2 separate regions of the Mus musculus genome follow, and region 1 is linked to region 2. The links are chromatin contacts, called in public Hi-C maps. All regions are on one chromosome and are shown on one strand. Each heading gives the region's core, a stretch centred on a gene start, on an enhancer-like site or on the middle of the called end of the contact. The rest is flanking DNA. Distances are from core to core; before and after follow the strand shown.

Region 1 (4,475 bases), core at 56-2,555, 51 kb after region 2:
TGTCTTCAAACAGTTTGCAGAATCGATTTCTAAAATGGCTGGTAATGGGCTCCGGCTCTCATCGGTGCCCCCTGAGTGTCTTTTTCTTAGAGAACCAGGTTCCTTTGTCTTACTTTATAGGCAGAGTATCACCTCTATTTTATCTGCCCTTAATTTTGAAGCATCCTGAATGTAATTTCAGAATCTATCTTGAATCTGCATTGAGCATTCGTCTGTTAGTGCCCTTTGCTCATCTCTGAGAATCTCAATGTTCAGTTTTTATTTTCCCTTTCAAACTGCGCAGAGTGTCCCATGTGGCTGCTGAAAGCAGAAAACATTCCATTGATTTAAAGCTAATTTTAACTTTCTACTTCCTGCTTCTGAGACATCTGATCTGATACTAGAGGGACTCAAATAGCCCTGAAATAGTGGTGCTCAATCTCGACAGGAATCACCTGCAGAAGTTTAAAAATCCCTACTCAAGGGCAGGGGTTGAAACTGGGTAGAACTGCCTCACATATAAAGTTGGCTTGGATTCGCAGTGCTTGAAAAATAACATTGGTTCTGGGTCCAGCAATCTCTGGATCTAGAGTTACAGTCTAGGCATAGGATTTAGACTGGTTCTGACTTGTCCTTGTGTGTCAAGAGAAATCTCTGTGTCCCAGGAACCCCTCAGTCAGAGGCAAGCACGGGCAGGTGGTTGCTCTCATTCTGATGTGAGCCCAAGTTGGACCTATTGGTTTCAGAGCTCCCTGGGGCCAATCTGTTCATCTACCTACAAACGGTCATTCATCAGAGTGACTCTCAACCCATCTACAGGTTGAAGACTGTTAGCTCCAAGCTAGTTAAAGTTCTGATATTAAATAGAGCATATATATATATATATATATATATATATATATATATATGTGTGTGTGTGTGTGTGTGTGTGTGTGTGTGTGTGTGTGTGTGTGTGTGTGTGTGTATGCTTTATATGTCTCCATAACTCATGCTCAAAGCTATCTACAGCAGTAGACATAATCCCTTTATGCAAATCTCTATGTGGGGACCATGACCTTACCAAAAAAAAAAAAAAGATGCAGTTATCATTTCCATGGATGACAAACGCAAAGAGCTCCCATCAGCATCTTTCTGTATGACATCATCACCCCTAAGGTCTTGAAGAAAGGCCCTTCCATGTGTGTGCCTTGGCATCCCTCCTTGGCTATTCTATGGGAAATGGCTTGGCAGGGGCAAAGGAGGAGAAGGTCGACACAGAGCCTGTGCTGCGAACTTCCTGGAATAGAAGATACGCAGGAGGGTTCTAATTATGGTGCACTGTTTGCAGATTAGCACCCAAATCGGATCAGGCTAATTACAGTAATTGATTTGACTGCAGAGTGCTTCTGTATGATGTCCCGCTGTGATTCTTACTCACTGGACAGTCGTTGAATTAATGGGACTCTCTCCAGAAGGATGTACAGCCTCAAGAGAGCCAGCGGCCCTCTGGGCCCAGACATGGGAGGGAGCCGGAGCAGAGGGGAAGTGAGGGGAGGTGCCCTGCTCAGAGAGCTGCCACCCACTCTCTGGTTTTGTTACTCAGGGCCAGTGGACATTAACATCGTGGCCAAGTGCAACGCCTGCCTCTCTAGCCCGTGCAAGAACAACGGCACTTGCAGTCAGGATCCCGTGGAGCAGTACCGCTGCACCTGCCCCTACAGCTACAAGGTAAGGTGGGAGGCTCCGCCCACCACTCGTGCCCAGGCTCTTCCATTGTCCTGGCTGCAGGGAGAGGCCCTGTGCAGCTGATGCTGTGTAATGTAGCCTGGATAACTACAATTCACTGTGACCTACCCCTGCCAAGTGACATTTGCCAACAACATCCCTAGTCTCCTCCATATTGCCTACCAGGCAGGGCCTATGGAATCTTAACAGGGATGCTGAGATAGAAATGCTACCTGTGTGGGGGTTTGTTTGTTTGTTTGTTTTGTTTTGTTTGTGAGTCACAGGGAGATTACAAACCAGGCAATTACAAAATGCTCTCTGGGAAAAGTCAGCCCTTGAACCCAGTATCCTGGCTGCTATTTCAGAGAATAAGGGGATTAGGGACTCAAAGACTCAATGATCTGGGGCTTCCAAGGCCACCCACATAGTTGGCAAACCCAACAGAAAGATGGAGACTACCAGGTTCTCCCATCCATTCTATCAGAAATCCAGGCTACTTCCAAGACAACCTTTACCCCCCCCCCCGCCCCCGCACAATCCACAAGTGTTACACTGTCCCCCTGCAGACTGAGTCAGGCTCTATGCTTGGTGTCTGGCTCACTCTTTCTCCTAGCAAACCTATGAAGAAGGCCTCTTTTATAAGACTAGAAACCAGGCTTCCATAGATTTGAGACTAAAACTCAAGGCTATTGCTATACAGGCCAAATGCCAACGTCCTTTACCCTGAAGAGGTTCCCAGATAGCCAGTGACTCACTGGGGTCCACAAGGTGCGACTCAATGCTTATCCATGGGATCTGAATGCTCTGGACAAGCCAAGAGTCCAGGGTATCCCGTAGCCCATCTTGTGCACCACATGCACAGGCTGAGTGTCAGGGATACAGCATCTGCATCCGTCCTCAGGGACTGGGCTTGGACAGTGACAGGCTTGAAAGGCAGTTTCCAGGGGACAGCTACCTGGTGGCTTTCTGCGCTTCTGTCTGGCTGTTAGCAGATGGTGTCAGAGTGCCACCTATGGGCCTGGAACAAGAAAGCCCAAGGACTCCTTTTTAAACCATCTGTCCCTAAGCCTTAAGTGTAGCCTAGAGTCCAAGCACAGAGATTGCTCAACTGCAGATCCAGTGAGCCCTGTGCATATGTGTTCAGTGGAGGGGAAGGAGTCTCAGGCTCTGGAATTACAGAGACGCATGTGTGGATTGCAGCGTTGTCCATGACCAGTGACTTCACCTCAGCCTTCTCATCCCCGACACCAGGACACATCCCACAGGTTGGGAGAAATTGATGTGTGGTCAGTGATGTGTGCAGTATACCTAGGAGAGGACCCACTGTATGGGAAGTACGTGATAAGCTGACACATCCCCATCTTTACCTTCCCTCTTGCAAGCTGCTCCATCCCTCATACTGGAGAGTGAGATTAGCCTATGGTACACTGCTGCTTTTTATTTGGAACTCGGTTCACAAGTGTCAAGGATTTTCATATATGTTGCTACACTGCCTTGGGAAACCAGAGTTGTCTAAGGATGCCATTGCTGTTGGTCTTCTGCAAGGCTTGAATGAAGTAATTGGACTGTATTATCTCAGCATGCTTAATCATCCAGAGACATCAGTCTTTATCCTCATTTGAAAGGTCAACTAAGATTTGTAAATGCTAGGGCTTACCCACGCTCTACCACTTACAAAGCACCGAACCTTAGCACAAAGCTAAAAACAGAACCCAGCCTGGTCTACCCTAGTGACTGGCTCTCCCTAAACCTTGCCCTTCCACCTGTAAAAGGAAACTCTCGAGCCCTCCAGCCTAGCTGTAACAAGGCTAAAAACGCATCGCATGTGCCCTTCGCCTACCCCAGTGCCAGGGTCAGCAAACATGCCACGTGGCTAACAATCTTGCCACTATTCTGGAATTTTAAAAAAATAAAATATACCTGATTTTTTTTCTCTACCACTGGGCTTCACGCACATGTTCAGTGCCTCCAAGAAGGACTTCCCAAGCCTGTATGCACCCAGGAATCTTATTAAGATGTCGGCTCTGATTTCTGAGAGCTGGGGTCAGGCCTGAGATGGTGTATATAACAAGCTCCCAGGGGCTGCCCAGGCTACTAGTCCAAGGACCACACTTTGAATAACAAGGTCCCTGAGTGGCCCCACACCCCATCTGACGACGCAGAGATTCCAGTGAGGGAGCTGCTCCTAGGCTCGTTTAAAGGAAGCCACTAGCCCAGATTCTGTCAGAGAGGGGACATAGGGTGGGATGGAGAACAGAGGGAAGAGGACAAAAGAACATCCCGGTTCGAGTAGATTTGAACAAAATGCAGCAGAAGAGAATTGAATTGGGCTAATTAGACACACGTTGGAAATGGTGATTGCTTTTCACGGATGTGTAAGTGACAGAAATCGTCATCCGAAGTCCCAATTACCATGTTTTCAAGCAGTGGAAATACCTCCTAGATCTCTGGGCTCAGCCGGAAGGTCTAAATGAGATCCTACATACCACACCACCCTTGGTATAGGGATGGGAATGGGGATTCTGCCTAAGCCAAGTGTTACTTTGCAAGAACATCAGAGTATACAGGCCAGGGCTGGCGGGGGTGGGGTGGGGGTCCCATTGGATCCTTTTTGAGGTTCTCTTATTCTTCTCTTCATAATTATCTCTATAGTACCACTATCATGCATGCATGTATCCCTGAACTATCTAGCATACCCAGCCCTGCCTCAGACCCTAGTCATGGTCATCACTGCCACTTTCTTACGGGGCTGCATCGCCTAAGAGGTACCTTGAAAGTAATGTGATTTACAA
Region 2 (4,802 bases), core at 2,149-4,648:
TTAGCAGCACTGCTTTCTGAAACTTGTCTGTGGTGCTCAGAGCATCTGCTGGGCCAGTGCTTCACGCACTTCCTGTGTTGTTCTGTGAAGGAGGGAACGGTATAAAAAGCTATGATCATAGCAGAAAGGGCCCCCAGTATTGAACCCAAACTCAGATCTATCTTCAAGGAGAGAGACCCCTGAAGGTGTATATGGAGCTGGATATATGCCCTAAAAAAGAATAAACCTTGGTAATGAAGGGGGAGATTGAAGAAATGGCATTTCTGTTACACCAGATTGCACACATGGCAAACAAGGAAACTAATAAATATCCTCAAGTCACAGATTAAGGTGAGATGCAGGAAGGAATTGTATAGGAGACAATACTTGGATGATAGGGCCCTGCTGAGGGCCAAGAGGGTTGGGGCAGCTTTCCTGAGGAAGGTGAGCGGGTCACAGCAGGCCTCTCTGAGGAGATGCCATTTGAGTAGAGAGGCCAGCTGTGCTGAAAGGGATGGAGAAAGGGGTTAGAGTGTGCCTGAGGGACAGCAGGTGACCAAGAGGGCTGAAGGGTAGTAGATGAAGGTATGAGGTTATGATAAAGACAAAGTGTGTGTGTGTGTGTGTGTGTGTGTGTGTGTGTGTGTGTGTGTGTGTGTTTGCATGTTTGTGCCTATACATGAACACATTTCTTCCTTGGGAGATGGTCTATAACTTTTACTAGATTTCCTATGAAATCAGTGATCTAAACAAGCTCCAGGGAGTTCTCTGAATCAAAAATCGCCCTAACTCCATCTACTAAAGCATTACAACAATTGTGCCAAATGATTTTTCTTCTTTGTGATGCCTGGAAGCTCTGAACTCTAAAACAGAAAAGTGCAATGCTCGCCACCACTCCCAACCTTTGTCCAAGGCTGCAGGTGCGAGGGCAGGTGCAGGTGCGAGGGCAGGTGCAGGTGCGAGGGCAGGTGCAGGTGTGAGGCCAGGTGCAGGTGCAAGGCCAGGTGCAGGTGCAAGGGCAGGTGCAGGTGCGAGGCCAGGTGTAAGTGGTGATAGCTTGTGCAGCACAGCATCCACAGTGATGAGAGAAAATGGGGAGGGTCTGGGAAGCCCAGAAGGCTGCCTCTCTTTCTCTGGGCTGCAGCAGAAACTCAAGGCCACGTGGATGAGGGATGCCCACTTTCCAGCTGTACCAGCAGGTTCAGCCAGCCTTTGCTCCACTGACAGTGACTGGAAACCTCTCTTCTGCCCACAGCCTCCTCAATGCTAACAAGATCAACTGTCTGCGGGTGAACACCTTCCAGGACCTACAGAACCTCAATCTGCTCTCTCTGTATGACAACAAGTTGCAGACTATCAGCAAAGGGCTCTTCGTTCCACTGCAGTCCATCCAGACCCTGTGAGTACACTGCCCTGGAAGTGGCAGACCCCCTCCCACCAAAGCAACGGAGGGAGGACTGAGGCCCTGTGGGACGATTTCTAGCATTAGCAGCATGGCTGGGAGATGAAGCTCAAAGCACTTAACTGCACCAAGCATTCAGGGTTGGTACCATTGGGGCCTGACTGTGATGAGGTAGATCTCACTTTCAAACATGTAAACCTCACAGCACAGCCCAGGATCACCCCCAAATTTTATGTGAAGAATCCAAGGCACCGAGAGATTGAAGAGTTTACTCAAGATCACAGCTAGAGGGTCTGAGATGGGGGCTGGAGAGGTGGCTCAGAGGTTAAGAGCACTGGCTGCTCTTTCAGAGGTTCTGAGTTCAATTCTCAGCAACCGCAGGGTGGCTCACAACCATCTATACTGGGATCTGATGCCTTCTTCTGACATGCATGAAGACACAGATAGATAGACAGATAGACAGATAGACAGATAGACAGATAGACAGATAGATAGATAGATAGATAGATAGATAGATAGATAGATAGATAGATAGAATTTAAAGAAACTATGGCTAGTATGAAACAGGATGCTGGCAGAACTTTCGAGCTGTGCTCATGACCACAGTAGCCAGGGTGGTATTCTAAGCATTCCCTATGTCTGTGAGGATTCATCCCCTCGCTCTGGCAGCTCCCCACACCCTGCAAAGCCAAGCCTCTAATACAGGCTTTCTGGGGATGCCTGATACACACACCCAACCCCTACTTCCCAAGCACTGCTGGGGTGTGTGTGTCCTGCAGGTAAGCAGATCACCTGGGTGCATATCTCTCTCAGGTCTGTGGGCTTCACAGTTCCAACCACAGATTACAGTGCCAGTCCCAGGCCTACAATGAGCCTAGAGATCTTCTGGAAGCCCTGGAAGTCATTTCATCTGGCACATTTCCTTAGTAGTGAGAGGCAGGAACCAGTACAGAGTGAGGACAGCTGCTTGGTATTGAATGCCCACCACGACCATGTGGGAAGTTCCGTGCTTAGCGCTCTGAGTTGTCCTTACTCTCAGAGGAGGCGAGGCCCTCGGCATTCCCGTGATGATGAGGGCAATGGCAGCAGTGCCCATTACTATCTGTGGAACTCCCACTATAAGCCTGTTACCATGCCAGCTGCTTTATGTGCCTGGCATCACCAAACTTGGAGAAATAGAATGCATGTTGCTGTAAGTGTAAAGTCTAAAGCTCTGGGCTTGCATTGCCCATCAGCTTCCAGCATGGGTGAAGTGGAGGCAGACAGCAGTAGGTCCTGCCCTGAGAGGGGAGAACGGGGAAGCTGATTCCCCAGACCAGATGTTGGCTGCATCTGTGCTGCCTTTAGCAGACAGCTGGCCTCACACCATTTCTGTGACTCTTCTCTGCAAATGGCACCCCCACCCCCTCCAGGCCTCCTGGGACAGTGAGGAAAGGACCTCACACCAGTTTGCTAGGGCCCAATACAAGACAGGGTGGTGGTGAATCGAGGTACCACAGGTCACTCCAGATTGACAGCCCTGTCCCTCTTTCAGCCACTTAGCTCAAAACCCATTTGTTTGCGACTGCCACTTGAAGTGGTTGGCTGACTACCTCCAGGACAACCCTATTGAGACAAGCGGGGCCCGCTGCAGCAGCCCACGCCGGCTGGCCAACAAGCGTATCAGCCAGATCAAAAGCAAGAAGTTCCGCTGCTCAGGTAATCAGGTTATGGGAGCGGGGGCCCCACGTTCTGACTCAGAATACAGCAGCCCCAGAGAGGCCAGTAATCCAATCTGGAGGACAGCGAGCGCTGTAATGGCTCCTTGGGAGCTTCTTTGCAAATTAAATTGGGGAAATTCAGTTAGTCCTACAGAAAGCCAATTACCTTATGGATTTAAAATAAAACACACTCACACAATAAAAGCATGGGGGAGGGGTGGGCAGCTTGGGAGAAACAGAACCCAGACACAGTTGCTCCTCCTAGATGGAGCTAGGTGGAGGGAGGCTGGGCAGCCTTCGCACGTGTGCACTGGAGAGGAGACCAAGATTTATTTTGTAGTCTCTGAAGCAGATTCCCCAAATGGCACAGAAATAGATACAGCCCAGGCTGGGCTGCAGCCAGGCTTTGGTAATAGCTCTCAACCATTATAGGTTAGGTTACAGGTTTCACAAACACCTTCCCCACCTCCTTGAAGCAGATGGCTACTCTCTGCTGCTAGAGGGAACATCAGACTGGGAAGAGGCAAAGCTTGTACTCCCATGCCCAGCTCTGTCTAGAGACGGCAAGAGACTTCTCAGCCCACCTCAGAAAGAAAGGAACAATGCTGGCATGGGGAGTGGTCGTCAGAAGGCCAGAAGACAGATCTGAGCTTCTTGTACCATGTTCTTTATCCCTTAAATCAAATTCTGTCATGTGTGTTACCAGGATGATACACTCAAGATTTCTATCTTATTTTACCTGCAGAAGCAAATACCTGGAGAGGGTCTAGAGAGATGCAGGGACTTTGTGGTAGTAAGAACACTCGTTCGTTGCCTATTTGCCTTCACTGGCACAATGGTATCAGTGAGCAGACATTTTTTGCCTGTGAGGAGCACTGTCCTGAGTGATCTCAGTTTGATTTGCTTCTTCTAGTAGCCACTTAGAGTCATCAGGTGAGACCCCGCTCTAAAGCAGAGAGAGCTGAGGGCTCCAAGGTGAAGGTCACCCTCACATCACAGTCAGTAAGCAGTAATGAAGATCAGGGTCTATAACTGCTCTATTAATCTAGGGCAGCGGGTGGTCCAGCTACTTGAATTGCTGTCTTCCTAGTTTCTTGGCTGTACTTCTAACCCCCAAACACTGTTTCCTTAGATTCCTCTCTGAGTCTGGGGACACCTCTGGGTAGAAAGAGCACCAAGTGTCACCCATAGAACACCATCCCTTTCCTGTACTTACAGTTATCCCTGGCATTATCTCCTCCTTCTTCTCTGCCTACTTGGGGCCAAGTTAATTAGCTTGGCCAGTCAGTGGTTCCCATAGAATGGGTTGATGAAGTCAGAGGAGGGCAGAGAGCCACCTGCTGTCCTGTATTCCAGTCTCATGAGTGCCCTGCCAACACCCAGGACCTCAGGTTGAGTCTAAACCCTGAGTGGCAGGGGAGGGACAGAGACAACACTGGACCCAATGAGTATCCCCACCATGGCAGTGACCTAGCATTGACTGAGGCTGGGACAGGTAGCAAGGTATGGGTGATGTATACAGAAAGAGCAAAGAGCGGGGAATAAGAAATAGACAGTAGAACTAGGAAACAGTTAAGCTAGTTTTGAAGCTAGCTGGGCCAGTGTCTACCTGCCTGCCTTGGTGTTTACAGGACCCTGGCTTCCTTTGAGGGACAGAAATAGGTGGAAGAAAGAGAAAGAAAGAAAGAAAGAAAGAAAGAAAGAAAGAAAGAAAGAAAGAA

Evidence for each region. A called contact is a pair of places that touch in the nucleus more often than the background predicts.
Region 1: a contact with region 2 is called in a Hi-C map of the N1E-115 cell line, with 6 times the contacts expected there. The contact joins two enhancer-like sites. A contact is called at or near these places in 1 of 15 datasets of contacts at CTCF or cohesin (embryonic stem cells), 14 of 484 Hi-C or Micro-C datasets (the N1E-115 cell line, Sertoli cells, cerebral cortex and 4 more) and 3 of 115 datasets of contacts at active chromatin or transcription factors (PVALB interneurons, astrocytes and neural progenitor cells).

What each region holds. Positions count from the first base shown.
Region 1 is chr11:35,662,501-35,666,975 of GRCm38.p6, forward strand. It overlaps Slit3 (slit guidance ligand 3), which reads left to right. Exons shown (of 36, transcript NM_011412.3): 26 at 1,562-1,686. The region is part of intron 2 of Gm46278 (a long non-coding RNA gene); the gene reads right to left. Among named protein-coding and RNA genes, the nearest start is that of Gm46278, 12 kb to the right of the region's middle. Within about 2 kb of position 1,306, at least 7 of the 459 cell types and tissues checked have an H3K27ac peak or open chromatin away from gene starts, as enhancers often do. A contact at or near this core is called in the N1E-115 cell line, where this site is marked.
Region 2 is chr11:35,609,358-35,614,159 of GRCm38.p6, forward strand. It overlaps Slit3 (slit guidance ligand 3), which reads left to right. Exons shown (of 36, transcript NM_011412.3): 13 at 1,235-1,378; 14 at 2,916-3,079. Among named protein-coding and RNA genes, the nearest start is that of Mir218-2, 5.1 kb to the right of the region's middle. Within about 2 kb of position 3,399, at least 11 of the 459 cell types and tissues checked have an H3K27ac peak or open chromatin away from gene starts, as enhancers often do. A contact at or near this core is called in the N1E-115 cell line, where this site is marked.